3 separate regions of the Anser cygnoides genome follow, and regions 1 and 3 are each linked to region 2. Evidence: chromatin contacts called from public Hi-C data. All regions are on one chromosome and are shown on one strand. The core of a region is the stretch at or near the end of the contact, and the rest is flanking DNA. Distances in the headings are between cores, read along the strand shown.

Region 1 (3,079 bases), core at 396-2,895, 180 kb after region 2:
TCTAGCCTATTGACTTCATCATGCAGCATCCCATCATAGCAGAAAGTTACCAGCAGTCACTGTTTGATCTTGTTGTGTTTCCCACCACTCCTCCAGAAAACCAACCCACAAAGTTTTCATTTTGCTAGTGAATTAGAAGAACAGTGCCTGCCACTCACATCAAACTCATTTTACTTGTGGGTTTGTGCTAGACAAAAAAAAAGTCATTTCTAGAACACCAGGAGTATTATCCATCAGCATCACAGAAAAAGCATTTTCACCTTCAATGCCAGCCCACCAAAGTCTGAGCAATAGGAACTACATTTTGAACTAGCAAACAGCTCCATCTTACACACAGCTTTGGACATTTAAGTTGTCTAGTTCAGGAAGCTCTCCTTTACCACCCCACCCCCCTCCACACAAATGTTTGGCACAGAGGAATCAAAGAAAACAACAAGGTTACAAATACTACCCAAAGCATGTGATCTGGTCTTCTACCTCAGCCAAGATAAGCTTAGATAGTCCAGTATTGATTCTTTAGAGCTTCAGTTTTGCCAAGTATTAAGACATCACCGAATTTCACAGCCAGTTTGGCACCTGCATCAGAACTAACATCTACTAAGAAAAAAAACTCAACGCTATTTTTAAGATCTGTCACCTAGGAACCCTGCAGTCCCACCCAGAGAAAAAGCCCACCCGCACTTACGCTTTCATGTAGTCCTTGATGTACTTCTTGTACGACTCTTTTGTAAAGCTGGTTTCCTGAAGATGGTGGTTTATTACTATGTCAACACCAGTTATGACCGTGGCTTCTGTTCCCTCTCCCTCAGGACCTTCAGCAGAGGCATTGCCACCAATTAGAGAGTCATCAATTTGACCCTCTGTCCTGGTGACCATCTAGATTTAGAGACATCAAAAAACTTCAAGGCTCTGCGAAAAACCTCGACACTCCTGCTCTTCTTACACATCTACGGCCTGACAGCAGGGCATGACTTCAGAGCCACAGCTAGAGGCAAGAACACAGACTGCAGCCCGAGCGGGGTGTCCCTGGGCCAGGCTCCCCTCCTGGGGCCTGGCCACAGCCCTATTACAGGCTGCGGTCCCTCTGTGTCCCCCCCAACCCCTCTGAGGCACCCCTCGAACTGCCCCCCCCCCCCCCCCCCCCCAAAAAAAAAAACAAACAAAAACCAACAAAACCCAGCCTTTTCTCCCCACCCCATCTCCCCCCCAAAAAGAAGGCCGTGGGCCCACTCACCTTCCCCTCCACTTCCAGGCACAGGCCGTTCGCCACCTCGCGGATCTTGTAGATGTCCGAGAACATCTCGTCCTCTGTGGTGAGACACACACACACACACACAGCGCCCGTCAGCCGCCGCCATTTCGGGGCCGGGCCCCCCCCCCCCCCCGCGGGCATGCGCGGCCCCGCTCCCGGCCCAGGCCCGCTCCCCGTCCCCTCACCCTCTCCCCCCTCACCCCCCCCCCCCCGTCCCCTTACGGCTGATGCAGTCCCGGTAGATGATCATGGCGGCGGCGGGGGCGAGGCGGAGGGAAGGGCAGGAGCGGCCGGAGTGCTCTGCGCGGCGGCGGCGGGCGGCGGGCGGCCGGCAGCGAGGCGGAAAGGGCCGAGTCAGCGCCTGCCGGGGCTCATATAGCGGGCACGGCCCCGGCGCGTCACCGCGCCGCATGCGCGCTCCCGCCCCCCCCTCCGCCCGCCCGCCCTCCGTACCCCGCCGCGCACGCGCGCGCGCGCCCCCCGCGCGGCCGCCATTTCGTGACACCCCCCCCCCCCCCCCCCCCTTGACGGCGATGCCCTTCGCCAAGGGGCTCGGCCGTGTTTTGAAAATAACAATAAACGGTCATAATAATTAAATTATAATAATTTAATTAAATTATAATACTTAAATAAAATAATGATTGAGAGGTTGTTAGGCTCCTCCTACCACTACTTTTCCCTTTTCCCTCAGATACGTCGGTTTGCACACAGACACGCCATTTCTTGTTGATGGACTGACTGGGGAAAGAGAGAAAAATGTTGTTTTTCTTCCAAGGATTAGGCGCAGCAGTCAGGCTGAGGTGAAAGGCAGGATAATAAGGGCAGTAATGCTGCCCTAGGCTTTGTTTTACCACCCTTGCGCACACCTCCATGCATCACCTTATCTCCATCAAAATAAATGTAGACCTCCCTTGAGCCCTGATTCTTAGGGGACATTGACAAAAAACCTTCAGAAGACATCATGGGACTTAAAACACCTAATGCTGCCAACAGTCCCAGACGTGACAGAGATATCGGAATCACAGAATTGATATACGGAATAGCAGGGCACAGGATGCAATTCTTTGTCCCTCATCCTCCTCACAGGATGCACTTCTCTGTCCCTCACCCTCCTCAGGCAGTAAATTACTCATTGCTTTCTTTGTGGGGGTCAGAAGAGCTCCTCTTTATATCTCCTCCTCCTCCCCTGCTATCCCTTCCTTTGCTCCATATATCAGTGCCTTTTATTTTTTCTTTCATTCCTTTTTTCTTTTTTTTTTTTTAATTTTTTTTAGATGGTCTAGCTGCTTACATAATCTGAATTTATAAGTGGTTGTTCTCCACCATGTTTTGCTTTCAAGACTACTACGGCCACTTCAGACCTGAGGAAGGGGCTTCTGCCCCCAAACTTGTGTTTTTAATCGGTGTCAGATGGCCTGATAAGAACTATTCCCTTTCTTTGCGAGCCTTGCCACAGTGGAAAAAGAGCAGCTTACATCTTTAGCAGTGGGCTGAGTGACGGGAGAACATTTGGCTCCTTCTCCGCAGCTTAATATGCAGCTAAAAACATCCACTTTGTAGGTGTGCGTCGGCTTGGTTTCATTTTGAAGAGATTGTTCTAGAAAAAAATGAATATTTCTATAGTAGCATCGAAACCTCGTATAAATTCGGTGACTGCCTGTTTACTGGAGTCAGGGTAGAAACCCTCTGGCACTCCTGGTAGAGTAAATGGACCTCCAGGTGGCTTTTCCTGCAGCTCTACATTCAGACTTGCAGCCATGAAATGGGAGATTTTTGTTTAAAATGCATCAGTTAAATAGGTCAAGGCTCCTGTGTGAACACCTATTT
Region 2 (3,376 bases), core at 98-2,597:
CCATGGACCCTCCTGCAGGTTCTCTCTACGTATCCTCCCCAGAAAAGCAGAAATCAAACTGAGTTTCTCATCCATACTGAGGGGTAATGAGATTCCCAGTGGGAGGGAGGACTAAGGAGCACCCCAGTCATTACACGGGTCATCGCTCGGGGATTGGAAAGCACTTGAACTATTTGGAGGCACAGCCTGGCCCCGCCTCACGGCTAGCTCGCTGAGCTCAGTAGCATGGCAACATGACGGAGCCGTGCCTCTCCAAGCTAATACCGCGTGGAGAGATTAACTGCAAACAAACAGCAACAATAACGGGCTCATTGAAATGCAGGGAGAGCCCGGCTGGAGCTGAGACGCTTCCACCGCCGTGAAATACCCCTCTGGCCCGCCGCTTCGAGCTTCTCCTCGGGCTGCTGGTCCGGGTGCCCCAGCATTGCCCAGTCCCACGTAGTCCCCCATTACGTGGTGGTCGCCGGCAGCTCCACACCTTGCCGACAGCAGCGTTGTGGGATGGTGGGACGAGGGCAGGGAAGTCCTCAAACTGGCCCGAAGCTGGGGCAGGAGAAGGGGAACGGGAAGGGGGTGAGATGCTGGAGGCAGGTGGCGAGATGAGGTGCAACTGCCAGCAGAGCTTCTGCAAGAGGCTGACCGACACACCACACAGAGGGGACTCGTCCCCTCCTCCTCCCCGCAGGCCCCCAGCACAAGTTACACAAGGCCAAACTTCAGATGTTTCTATTTTAAGAGAAACCAGGGAGGCTGGCAACTGCAAAATGAAAACGAGGGGAGGGAAGAAGTTGTCTAGCAAAATTAGCAACACATTTTCCTCCCTGCCTTCCAGAGTGCATGCCCCCTTCCAGCAAGCTGGGGTCTGCGCAGCATAAATTATTCCTGTCTAAATTTGAGCCTGTGCTGTTGTTCCTGCCAAGTGTTTACACTTGAAGGCCGTATTTTTTCAGGCGCAGATGACACTGGGTGACATGTGTCATCACAGTGCGTGTCCTTGAGAAATATGTGCTGTGCGATTGCTCTGATGTCCTCCAGGACGTGCTGCTCTCATGTGCGGAGACAGCGGTCGGAAGGTCTTGGTCAAGAGACTACTCAACGGGTCCGCCGTGCCAAAGCTGGATTAGGAGCTGGTGAAGCTTCCCGCTGCCAAGTGTCACTGAGTTCACAGATCACCGCAGAGCTGTGCGTGCCTTTGACTCGTACAGATAAGGTCTCTGGGCACCTTCTCCCTCAGATATCTCTGCGTTGTTGCTTCCCTCATGAATGAGAGCTGCCCCTCGCACTGCAGTCTGTAAGGCCACAAATTCATCCTCTGTCGCGGGTTCCTTAACATCCTGAAGCTGCTTCAGGTGTGCTCCTCGCAGCACAGCAGCACTAGCCATGGCCCTAAGGGCAAACAGAGGTGCCAGCTTGTGCTAAAATATTCGGTGGCTATTTTCATGTTCCCAAACTCACATTCCTGTTCACCCTTTTTGGCCACATGCAGCACCGAGACTGGAGTGCTTCGAAAAGACTAGGTGATCCCTTTATCGCTCGCATTCAGATTTCTGATCAACAGTGTGATCAACAAACTCAACAATTCGATGGCTGTGCAGGTCTATTTTGGTTGTGCCAAGTAGCAGCCTTTTATGGCTGGGGATGTGGCAACTCTATCCTGTGATCAAAACAAAGATCTCTGAGTTGGGCAAGCTCATCTGGCTCCTAATCAGCTTTGGCCTTTACCCCCTCGTAGGTCTCTGCCCGCTCTGAAGCATGCGGATTAAAATAAACAGTACATTTAAAGAGAAATCTTTGTGCCCCCTGGTACGGGGAAATGTTTTAAGTCACTGTCTTAAGCCCCGGCATGTCAAGGTTGGAAATGTTTTCGTTTCATTGTTCTGGCTCCCTATGGCCAAAGTCAACAACAGGCTGATGTGAGGGTTTGATATATGGCAGCCCAGCATGATCTCATCGTTGGGAGGTCATGGGATTAGTGCATAAAACGGTCAGATATGATTAATATTAGGCAGTACGCCTGAGCAGAGATGTAGGGTCTGTCACTGTGACTACGGATGGAAAGCCCAAGCTGGACGAAGGTCAGGCAGGGCATCGTGACTTTCCATGCAGTCAAAACCAGAGACCTCCTACCCCATGTGGTGCTACTGGAAGAAGAAAGCCACTTGTCCCAAAACGCCTCTCAGGGCCACCCGTCCACCCCACACACCCATCTGCTCCAGCAGCAGGCAGCAAATGGAGGAGCACACCTGGGCTGGGGGGCTGGCTTCTGCTGGCCTCTGCTATTTTTACGCAGTGGCTGTGAAAGCTTCCAGAATGAGACGCATGGCCACAATTAAACTGAGCGCATCTAATAGCAAACTATATCACAAATTGCAAAGCAAAACCACTTCATATTTCCATGGGGCTTGCAGGAAAAATAGCTCCAATTAATGAGGTGCATTGTAGACTTGTTTATATTCAGCCAACTCTGTTCAAGCAACAAATTATCTGTGCATGAATATGAGGCCAAATTCACCCTGTAATTTTTCATTTAGCCTTATTTTACAGCATGGGCTCTTCCACTGAGTTATTCGTGGAGCAAAACCTCCCTGGTTCCTTCCCTGTCCTCACTCACAAACTCCAGAGGCCTTGACAAGCGTTGCGCACACAACACACCATGCACAGACACTGCTTGGTAGTACCTGCTCCCAGCTTCAGAGCCAACCAGCAGAGGACTCAGTCATCTTTCTGACTTGGTTTGCTTCTCCCTGGACTCGTTAATCTCAGAATCACAGGATCACAGATGGCTGAGTCCGACAGGGGGCTCTGGAGGCCCCCGTCTCCAAGCCCTGCTCCAGCAGGGTCCCCCAGCGCAGGGTGCCCAGGACCCCATCCAGGTGGCTTTTGAAGATCACCAAGGAGGAGACCCTACAGCCCCTCTGGGCAGCCTGGGCCAGTGCTCAGTCATCTGCACAATAAAGAATCGCTTCTTGATGTTTAAACAGAACCTATTGTGTTCCAGTTTGTGCCCCTCTTGTAAACCAAAAACCTCTTGCTTGCCAGAAACTAAGCAGAGATGATATTCTGGAGTTAGCCGAGAGCAGTACAATTCACTCCACTTCACAAGTGTGCACAAAATTGAAGCAACAGAGTTTGGAGGGCAGGAGCTGGATCCCCTGTACCACCTGCCTTCCAGCATCCACAGGAAGCATCATCCCCAGCATGCCTGCCCCCGCACTCTGGGTCCCAGCGCTGTAATTGAAACCATATAATGGTAAAGCGCTCTGCCACGAAAAGCAGCAGAGGTTGCATTTCATCACTAATCCTGTGGTTTTGCTCACAGCTACAAGTAGCGTTCCCAGTAAAAACGGCACGAGCAGATTTTTGTGTGCTCTTCATT
Region 3 (3,346 bases), core at 179-2,678, 150 kb before region 2:
TTCGGTCTTAATCCTGTTTCCGCCAAAATACATCATTTAAGCGTAAAACTTGAATCAATGGCTCAGAAGGCTAATAAGGCTGCTCTGAGGGACGAGGCCGCAGGGTTTCCGTTTGTTTTCCGCCGCAGCCCCGCGGCCGGGGGAGCGGGGCCCAGGCGCGGCCCAACCCCGCCACCTGGCGGCCGCGGCCGGGGGAGCCGGGGCCGCCAGGGAGCGCTCGGGGACCGGCCTCGCCTGGTGCCTGGCGCCCCTCCGCGGCCAGCCCCCGCCAGGTGGGAGGCATACAAATATGTTTTATTTACATATATATATAAATCCGCCTTAGCAGGAGGTAAGGAGAAGGGAGAGGCGAGGCTCAAGCCCCTCGGCTGTCCTGGTCACCTCAGAGCTCGCAGCGCCCGGCCCTTGACACTGCCGCCAGCCCCTCGCTGCCACCTCGTACAGCCCGCTGAAGCTGGCTCGGTAGCAGAGGGAAAACACACAGAATATCCCAGTGGAAAACTGGCAGGAGAAAACCTGAGGAAGCGTTTAGGTGCCCATGTGGGTGCCCCTGTCACTGAGCCCCTCTCGGTAAGGCGCCGAGAAATGGGATGTGGGTGGCTGCAGGGCTCAGGTACGCTTTCCTACACTTTCAGGACTGTAAAAGAGCTCAGGGACCAGAAATGTGGTGGCTTTCAGAGTAAATGTTTAAGGAGGAGCCCCCACAAACGTCCCCCTGGCTCTAAGGATAGGAAGCCATGGCAGCTTCGAGTCCTAGGGGCTGACTTGCACAGAGGCGCAAGGAGAGGGATCTGAAACAGGCTGGGAGCTCACAAGGTTTTTCTTGGGTGAGTTGAACAAAGGTAACAGAACACTTCCTTCCCTCAATCCTCTGATCCGTGACAGGCAAGGGGAGCAAGATACTGGTGCTGATGAAAGGAAAAGAGCATTTCATTTTACGGAGGCATAACCGAGTAAGAGACACCTTGTTCTCTTCCCCTTTCAAAACACTGGTGACAACATTTAAAACTAATTTTTTCCCCCACTGCAAAGCCAATGTCCCTTCTAGACTAAAGTAACTAACTAAACTCCTCCAAATGTATTACTTTCCATTGCTAGGAGGTCATTAGTTTACCCACAACAAAGCACATGCCCACGGTGTTGCAGCTTTATTGAGAAACGACCCTTATCCTTTGAGCCAGATTCACAAGATACGACAAAAATAACTCGTTGTTTTAACAGAGGATGCCAAAGGGTCACTGTGCTCCCCGTCAGCACATCTGAACTTGTTCACTGGCAGTTACCTCTGAGCAAATATTAAGGCTGCAAGATGTCATGCACTGGGACCCTGAATTCCTGCCACTATTCCCAGGGACGGAGTAACTCTGAGCTGAACCCAGCTTGTGAAAATACACACAGGTACAGGTACGTACACACACAGGGCTGGTATGTCAAAACAGCCAGATTTTAGGGAATCTTAATTTCTGAGAGTGTTTACTGCTAAAATACCAGAATGCACTTTTACAATCAGACTTCATGTTTCTTAAAAAAAAAAAAACACTTCCTTACAAAAAAACCAGCATGCTTAAAAGTACTGCAACACACAATCATTTCCACCATGCTGGTATCTATTCAGAGTTTCTCCCTTTACAAACACCAAAACGCTTGTGGGTATTGGTCTCCCCCCTCTTGTGTTTTTTTTTTCCCTGTTTGTTTGTTTTAATAGAGCATCAGCCAACATGGCAAAGACTTGTTCTTCAACTGCCAAAAGCATCACTCGTGCAGAAGTGATGTCAGCACTGCTTTGTTAGGAAGCTGGCCTTCTCTCTGAAGAGGCAGAACACACACATTGCCAGGTCAAGCATTAATGGCAACTATTGTTAGTTTACTCAGCCCAGCAGCGTGACAGCTCGTAAGACAAGGCAGCATCATTAAAGATGATCTGGGATCACCTCGAACTGAATCACCCCACTCAATTCTGGAGATCCATATGCCCAGGAATCCAATTCACAAACTGCAAATGACTGAGGACATCATAGAGGTAACAATACACAACAAGATCAAACCATGGCCTGTTGGGGCTCCTGTACCCCCTTCTAAGCTGACTCACCTCTACACGCACAGAACGTGGTATTCTGCAGAAAGCACTGCCCGCAAGATTGTGAACTCGATGGAAAACAGGCATTTTATAAAATCTACACTTCCAGATTTAGTAATCAACTGTCATAACAGAATTTGACACAAGAGTCTAAATCTTTTGTTATTGTGCCAAGCTACAGTTTTGTCTACTACTGTAGTTCCAATACTGCATGTAGACTCCATGGGTTTTCTGGTCAAAACTGTATTTATGATTTTAATTATTAAATCAATATTTTATTCAATTATTTCAATGAATTACCTTAGCTTCCTTAAGTACTCAAGTAGCTGAGTTCTCTGCTACCATCTACTTTGGATGAAATTACAAGAAAACTCTGAAAAAAGACCTCAGCTGGGATACACTGGAAAACATGGGGCACAGGAAACAGGAATACTGAAGTACAAATATTCTTAATTGACCAAATAAATGCCTTTTGCTGGAGGCTTGACAAGTCAGAGAACTGAAGTTTATACCTTCAATGTATGGGAACAAGTAATGACATGGCAGACCAATTTAAAAAAACAATCATGGAAATTAGCTGAAATGTAGGCCTCGGAAACCACTAAGTGAAGTACAATGTAGCACAAAGTAGTCTGGTACCACCAACCAAAGAATAACAAAAAAAATCAGCTTGGAAAGGTTCTCTATCTAGACCAACCTCCTGCTCAGATGAGGGTTAACTTCAAAATCACATCAGGTTGCTCATGGCTTTCTGAAGCAATTCAACAAGAGAAGACAGAACTCAGAATTCACAGGCACTACTGCCCTGGCAAGACCACCACAACGCTCAAGAGCACTCAGCAGAAGAATGGTGCAGACCTTACAAAGGCCTTGCAATTTAGATCAGCAAAGGCCTTACGCTTGCGATCACCTTCCAGGAACTAAAACAGAGTAAGTGATTTTCTGAAATAGCAGAAAGAAAAATAAAACATTAGATGAACTTGCAACTGGTTCCCGAAATATTTTAACTCCAGGATATGAGAAGCAGGAGAGACTGTATGGCCCATGAAAAACAGCTCCAGGAGTACAGCAGACAACTCCTCAGAACATACCTTATATTAAGTTATATTTTAAAAATTACATCACCTATTTGGCTTCTACACTCCTGGTTGGAAGCCAAGCCACAATCGCAGCTCTCCAACAGCAGTAGCCTTCAGTATGTGGCACACAGTTCCTTATACCAGCTGAAGCTCAGGCTAGCCTGAAAAATGAAAGCACAACCAAGCCTTC

The links. Hi-C and Micro-C count contacts between places; a contact is called where the count stands out from the background.
Region 1: a contact with region 2 is called in a Hi-C map of liver, with 3 times the contacts expected there. The contact joins the promoter of TPT1 here to the enhancer-like site in region 2. A contact is called at or near these places in 2 of 7 Hi-C or Micro-C datasets (both in liver).
Region 3: a Hi-C map of liver shows a contact between it and region 2, with 2.9 times the contacts expected there. The contact joins two enhancer-like sites. A contact is called at or near these places in 3 of 7 Hi-C or Micro-C datasets (granulosa cells and liver).

The regions. Positions count from the first base shown.
Region 1 is chr1:181,677,927-181,681,005 of Taihu_goose_T2T_genome, forward strand. It overlaps TPT1 (tumor protein, translationally-controlled 1), which reads right to left and starts at 1,646. Exons shown (of 6, transcript XM_066988516.1): 1 at 1,475-1,646; 2 at 1,235-1,308; 3 at 686-876. The coding sequence starts at 1,502.
Region 2 is chr1:181,501,379-181,504,754 of Taihu_goose_T2T_genome, forward strand. No RefSeq gene overlaps it. Among named protein-coding and RNA genes, the nearest start is that of NUFIP1, 40 kb to the right of the region's middle. Within about 2 kb of position 1,348, at least 1 of the 3 cell types and tissues checked has open chromatin away from gene starts, as enhancers often do. A contact at or near this core is called in liver, where this site is marked.
Region 3 is chr1:181,351,718-181,355,063 of Taihu_goose_T2T_genome, forward strand. All of the region lies in intron 2 of TSC22D1 (TSC22 domain family member 1), which reads right to left. Among named protein-coding and RNA genes, the nearest start is that of TSC22D1, 59 kb to the right of the region's middle. Within about 2 kb of position 1,429, at least 2 of the 3 cell types and tissues checked have open chromatin away from gene starts, as enhancers often do. A contact at or near this core is called in liver, where this site is marked.